Linked DNA regions of Sus scrofa: region 2 is linked to region 1. The links are chromatin contacts, called in public HiChIP or PLAC-seq maps. All regions are on one chromosome and are shown on one strand. Each heading gives the region's core, a stretch centred on a gene start, on an enhancer-like site or on the middle of the called end of the contact. The rest is flanking DNA. Distances are from core to core; before and after follow the strand shown. Region 1 overlaps RAB5C (RAB5C, member RAS oncogene family). Region 2 holds the start of CNP (2',3'-cyclic-nucleotide 3'-phosphodiesterase).

Region 1 (3,033 bases), core at 391-2,890:
TGACGAACCGACTATGGTACATTATCATTAACGAAAGTCTGTACTGTATTCACATTGCCTTAGTTTTTATCTAGTGTCCTTTTTCTGTTCCAGGATCCCATCCAGGACACGACATCTAAATGTAACGCAGTGTCTGGGCTGTGACGGTTTCTTAGACGTTCCTTCTTTTTGAAGACCTTGACAGTTCTGAGGAATATTGGTCAGATAGTTTAGAGCCTGTCTTTCAATTGGGATTTGTCTGACATGTTTCTCGTGATTACACTGGGGCTCTGGGTTTGGGGGTGGAAGACCACAGAGTGAAGGGCCATTCTCATTATCATGTCAAGGCTCCCGCTTTTCATGCTGTCCGCCTTGAAAGGCGGTCCCCCTTTGTAGCCCACACTTAGGAGTGGGGAGTTATGCTCCTCCCCTCGAGGGCAGAGGACCTACCTGAATCGTTTGGAATTTTGGTACGCAAAGGGTATGTCTGTTCTCTTCCATTTCTTTATTCAATTATTTGTATCAGTGTGAACTCAGGGGCACTGATTTTACATTTTAATTTATAGTCCAATACTGCTTTATTTTATTACTCAGATTGTTCCAGCTTTGGTCATTGGGAGCTCTTTCAGCTTCCTTCACCCTACCCCATCATTTCAGAGGTTTTTAGTTTGGGGGGGTTTGTTTTGGCCACCCCATGGCATATGGAGTTCCTGGGCCAGGGATCAGATCGGAGCCACAGTTGTGATCTAAGGTGCAACTGTGGCAACACTGAATCCTTAACCCACTGTGCCAGGCTGGGGATCAAACCTGCGTCCCAGGGCTCCAGAGATGCCACCTCCACCAATCCTGTCACACCACAGCAGGAACTCCTGGGGGTTTTTAGTTTTCCTTGTTGTTAGCACTTGCTTACTTTTTGGTACTACAGAATGCTCCAGGCTTACCTCGTATATTTCTTGCCTGCTCCTAAAATCTGCTGGCTCTCCAGGGCTACTCCCTTTTCAGCAAATGCTTCCTCTCAAGTTTGTTGGTGTGGAGTTCTGTGGTTGGGCCCAGGTCATTTCTTCTCTTGATGGTTAATCACAGTCACTGAAGCCTCAAGAAGTAGGAGAGGTGGAGCCTCAGCTGGGAGATGTGCCCTGGGAGAATCCTGGGCACTGACCCCAGCAGCAGGCTGTTGCTTCTCCATGCTTCTCCCACCCCCGCCTGCTGCTGTCTGACCGAATCAAAAATGGTCAGACTTGGTATTTACTCTGCAGTTTACTCTCCAGTTGTGAAGCTGAGGTACATGATTGTTCTGCATTTCAGGTGCTAAGTTCTGCAGCCAGACCTTCCAGGACTCCGGGTCTGGTAGGCGAGCGCATGGGGTCTGGGCCAGTGTTCTTTTGCTGCCCATGAGAAATGGACCTCCTCTTTGGGAGGCTTTGTGCAGGGTTTGTGGCTCCCGGCGGGCTCAAGGCAGGCTGTCACTTTGAGCTGTGATCCTGAATCATTGAATAGCTTAAATCCTTCCGTTGTACTGTCATCCCCTGAAGATGTGTAACCTGAGCCCGCCTGGAAACACTAACTTGGGATCTTAGCAGGAGTTGGTTTACAAGCCTCTTGCCTTCTATTCATAGCTCCGTGTGTGTCCCCTTCAGGTGGCTCTGTCAGAAGCATCCCAGGCGTGGGGGAGGCGTGGGTGGCCTCCCTAACCCTGGCTGCTCTCCTAGTCATCACATTGCTCTCTGAGCGGCTCCGAAGGCCGTGGTGATTAATGACACCAATTTCCAAACCTCTAGCATTTGCAGCCTGGTTTTTTAAAAGGAACTCTGGCGTCTTCGTCAGCTGTCCTAGTCCTGTCCCCTCCCCCTCTCCACAACTGAACTGCTTCTTCCCTTTCCTGAAAGAGGCTTTGAGATGGAAGGAACAGCATTTGGGCTTTAAGATGCTTTTTGTTGTGGGGCTTTTTTTTTTTTTAAAGCATTTATGGTTTGCCTAGTTGGGGGGTTTAACTCCACGTGGACTTTTTTGGGTGGTGGCCGTCCTCCCTACCCCATTCTCGTGGCCTTGGAAGCCAGTCCCCGGAGAATACAGGGTTATAGTTGTTGACAGGACACAGGACATCAGCTGTGAGCTGGTCCTTTTTCTAGGGCACTGATGGAAGTTGTCCTAGTCTGTTTGAGCTGCTGTACCCAAATCCCACAGTCTGGGTGGCCTATAAACAAGGACATTTATTTCTCACCGTCCCAGAGGTTGCAAGTCCAAGATCAGGATGCCAGCCTGGCTGGGTCCTGGTGGAGGCCATCTTCCGGCTTGCAGACGGCCAACTTCTTGCTGTGTCCTCACCTGACGGAAGGGAGAAGGGAGCCTCTCTCAGGAGAGCACTCATCCCAGTCGTGAGGGCTCTGCCCTCATGGCCTCATCTCCCAAAGGCCCCACCTCCAAATACCATCACAGTGGGGATTAGGATTTCAACACAGCCTTTTGGGCGAGGGCCACAGACATTCAGACAAGAGCAGCTGTCCTGCTCGGCATCCTCTCCAAACAGAGGCGCCGAAGCGTGGGGTCCGGGGAAGCTGAGCAAAAGCAGCGCGTGAATAAATGGTGTCTGAACGTTCATCAAGGCATCCACCTCATAGGGACTTCCTCGCCCCTGAACGTTTACTGAGAGCTTGCTCCAAGCCAGGCCCTCTGTGGAGAGTCGTCTTGCATCCTTTTCCCTGCAGCCCTGGACATGGGTGGTGCTGATCTATTTTACATGTGAGGAGATGGGTTCCAAGACACGACACACAGTCACCCTAGGAAGTGGTGGCTCCAGGACTTGACGTTTGTCTGACCAGTGCTTGTGCTTTTAACGCCTGTGCAGAAGGAGCCAAAGAGGTCCTGTGTTGGTGGGGAGCTGTGGTCCTATTTGGTCCTCTGCTGGGCTGTGGCTGTTAGGGGGTACGAACTGTGTGGCAGATGCATGTGCCTTGACGCCTTCAACTGCCCCCACTCACTTGCCAAACCTAACTGGGCTGTCCCTGTACTGCAGGCTCAGTTCACCACATTTATGAAGCACTGTGTGTCAGGTTT
Region 2 (3,033 bases), core at 334-2,833, 140 kb after region 1:
GACTTGCCGCTCCCGGGCAGGCCGCGCAGGATGAAGAGCGTCTTGCACTCCTGCAGCGTGGCCACCGTCTCCTCATCCTGCAGGAAGGGAAACTGCAGCTCCGGCTTGTCCTTGGCCCCTGAGGATGACATTTTGCGGAAGAAGATCTTGGGCAGGAACGTTTGGCTCTTTCGGGAGAAGCCTCTATTCTGTGTGAAGAAGGGAAGACAGGAGTCAGCCAGGTCACCGCCAGCCTTGCCCCCTTGCCTCTGGCCTCGTTCTAACTGGGGGGGCCCTGCTCCTGGGCGCAGCCCTGATTGACAGGCACCCCCGGGGTGCTGCGGGCACCGTCCCAAAACGTGGGGTGCTGGTCCTATTCTCCTAGGTCTTTGCAACCTGATGGCTTCGGGTTGTGCAGCTTGGAGAGGAGCACTTGTCTGGGTCTGAAACTCCTACTCGAAGATCACTCGCTGCCACCACTTCCAAAGGAAAACTGCTGGAAGTGCATGCAGGGGAGGGCCTGAAGCCTGCGCTCTTGGGAGCGGACCCTAACTTTATATTCCTGGCACCTACTAAGGATGACCTCTTTGGAGGTGGTGGGGGGCTCTACGTCTGGGCAAAGCCACAGCTGCCCTGGCTCTGAGTGCACAGAGGAGGGTGGGGGTGGAGAAGGGTGACCCCAAGCCCGCCTCCCTTCCCCCAACAATGCCAGCAACAAATAATACTCTCTTGTCTGGGATGGGGGGGGACAATGGTCCCACAGAAAGGCTGGTGGGGGGCAGGGCAGGAGAGCACTGGACAAAGGGCTTCATTCAGCACCCCTGCCACCTCCTCCTCTGCCCTGGTTCCCCCCCACCAAAGTCTTGGTCTTTGTGCCTGCCCCAGGACTGGGCGGTACTGGACACCTGTGTCCAGGGTCTAGCTCTGCCCACCCCTTGCTGTGTGTCAGCAGCACCTCTCTGAGCCGCTTGTTTTCCTGCCAGCAAAAAGCCACAGGTGATAGTTTTTACTGTAAGCCGCCTTCTCCTCTCAATCGGGAGGCCCCACCTCCCGCCAGTCCCCTGCGAGCTCAGCTGGCGTACGTTTATCTCCGATGAGGCCCCGAGCAGGGGAGCGCGCCGCAGGCCCACCCAGCGTGGGCCCAGCGTGTTACCTGAGCCCACCGGCCTCCCGCGTCTGCCCCGGGGCTGCTGCCCGATTCCCTTCCTCTTCCAGCGCTGTCCCCACTCCCCGACTCTCCCCGCGTCGCAGCTACCTCCGGGCTGCACCGGACTGCCGAGAAAACCCCAACTCCACTCCGGAACCACGCTCCTCATTTGCATGCCACTTCCTCCCCCAGTCGCCCAGCGCTCCCCTTCTCCACTAAGGTGCTATCCTGGCCCGGTCCGCTCGCTCCCCTCCCGGCCCTTCCCGCGCCCGCTCACCATGATGAGGAGGAGGCGCCGCGGTCGCCGCCTTCGCAGCACTGGCTCTCCGGGGCCGCCCGCCCGCGCGGAGGGACACGGAGTCTAGCGGTGGCGCGTGGCCACGCTCGGCCGCCTTACATAGCCCGGGGGCGGAGCGCCCGCGGGCGGGACGGGGGTGGGCCGGCTCCGGCTCCGGCCCCCTCTGCGCAGGCGCGGCGAATCGAAACTCGAAACTGATTCGGCAGGGGGTGGAAAGGACCCCGCTCCCGTGCGCTCGGGCTGTGGTGCCCCTGTGCCTCAGTCAAGCAGCTGCGCGGCGGCCGGGGACCAAGGTGGAGGCGGACGGCTGGTGTGGCCTGTTTTTCTTGTAGGAGTTACGGACAAACACCTTGAAGGAGACAGTCACCCTCCTCGGTCCCGCACGGAAATTGGGTCGAGGCGAGGAAGGCAGGGTCTTCCAAGTGCAAGGCTGAATCCTGTCTTTAAGTTTTGATATCGTACTCATCATCACTTTTTGCATGAATTTTTTTCAGCACGCAGAAGTTCCCAGTCGAGGGCTATAACCCTCGCTACAGCAGTGGCGATGCCTGGCCCTTAACCTGCTGAGCCACTAGGAAACTCCAGTTTTTGCTTTTTTTTTTTTTTTTTAACCATATTGCATTAAAATAGTTTCTCTTTTCTCAGTGAGTTTTTTTGGACCCTACATTACTTAAAAGTTGCATTCGAAATGACTCATTTGCCTCCCCCTAGCCTCAGCCTAAAGTCAGCCTCTGCCCCCACCAACCCCAACACTTCAGGAATTGTGGAGATGGGATTAGGATGGCAATGGCCAAAGGGATAGATGAATAACGTGAAATCCTAACTCACCCTCTGAGGCAGCTGCTCAGCCACCCCCTCTGTGAAACCACTGAAAGCTGAGGTGGGTTTTCAAGAGCTTCCTGTGTACCAGGTGCTGTGCTAAGTACCCATATAAACCTCAGGTGTGAGAAAACAGCCTTGCAGACAACGGTTTACTTGACTATATGGTGGCGGGAGGCGGGATCAGCTGCAGCTCCTACTCCCACAGTCCTGGGGCAGACACCTTCCTTCTCCCTCTGGGTCCTAGAGCCCAGCGTCCCACCAGCACCAGCGTGCATTTCATTCGGCTGTCCAGGCTTAGGGGTTTACAAGTAGGCTGCCTTCACTATGTGATGGATGAGAGGTCTCATCCTTATTTCTTCCAGAAAGCCTCCCACAGTCCTCTGCACACAGTAGGTACTCAGCAAGATGAACCAATGGCCAGCAGCTGGGCAGATGTACCTCTACTCCCAGGCCTTTCTCTGTCCTCCCCTCCTTAAGGGTTTTGAGTTCCTTAGAGCTCACCCATTTCTTCATTCTCCTGAAACTGTTCCTTCTTCTTCCTTTTTTTTTTTTTTTTTTTTTTTTTGGCTTTTTTAGGTCCAAATCTGTGGCGTATGGAGGGTCCCAGGCTAGGGGTCAAATTGGAGCTGTAGCAACACCAGATCCGAGCCATGTCTGGGATCTACACCACAGCTCACACCAATGCTGGATCCTTAACCCATTGAGAGAGGCCAGGGATTGAACCTGCGTCCTCATGGATACTAGTCAGATTCACTTCCGCTGAGCCACAACAGGAACTCCCTGAGAC

What was found. HiChIP or PLAC-seq counts read pairs in DNA pulled down with a chosen protein or histone mark.
Region 2: an H3K27ac HiChIP or PLAC-seq map of alveolar macrophages shows a contact between it and region 1. The contact joins the promoter of CNP here to the enhancer-like site in region 1. A contact is called at or near these places in 2 of 5 promoter capture datasets (fetal skeletal muscle and liver), 4 of 47 Hi-C or Micro-C datasets (embryonic fibroblasts, heart right ventricle, mesenteric adipose tissue and 1 more) and 2 of 2 datasets of contacts at active chromatin or transcription factors (alveolar macrophages and skeletal muscle).

The regions. Positions count from the first base shown.
Region 1 is chr12:20,619,186-20,622,218 of Sscrofa11.1, forward strand. The region is part of intron 1 of RAB5C (RAB5C, member RAS oncogene family); the gene reads left to right. Among named protein-coding and RNA genes, the nearest start is that of RAB5C, 6.7 kb to the left of the region's middle. Within about 2 kb of position 1,641, at least 16 of the 83 cell types and tissues checked have an H3K27ac peak or open chromatin away from gene starts, as enhancers often do. A contact at or near this core is called in alveolar macrophages, fetal skeletal muscle, mesenteric adipose tissue and 1 more, where this site is marked.
Region 2 is chr12:20,764,072-20,767,104 of Sscrofa11.1, forward strand. It overlaps CNP (2',3'-cyclic-nucleotide 3'-phosphodiesterase), which reads right to left and starts at 1,584. Exons shown (of 4, transcript XM_003131420.5): 1 at 1,404-1,584; 2 at 1-188. The coding sequence starts at 1,406. It overlaps TTC25 (tetratricopeptide repeat protein 25), which reads right to left. Exons shown (of 12, transcript XM_021066990.1): 12 at 2,017-3,033.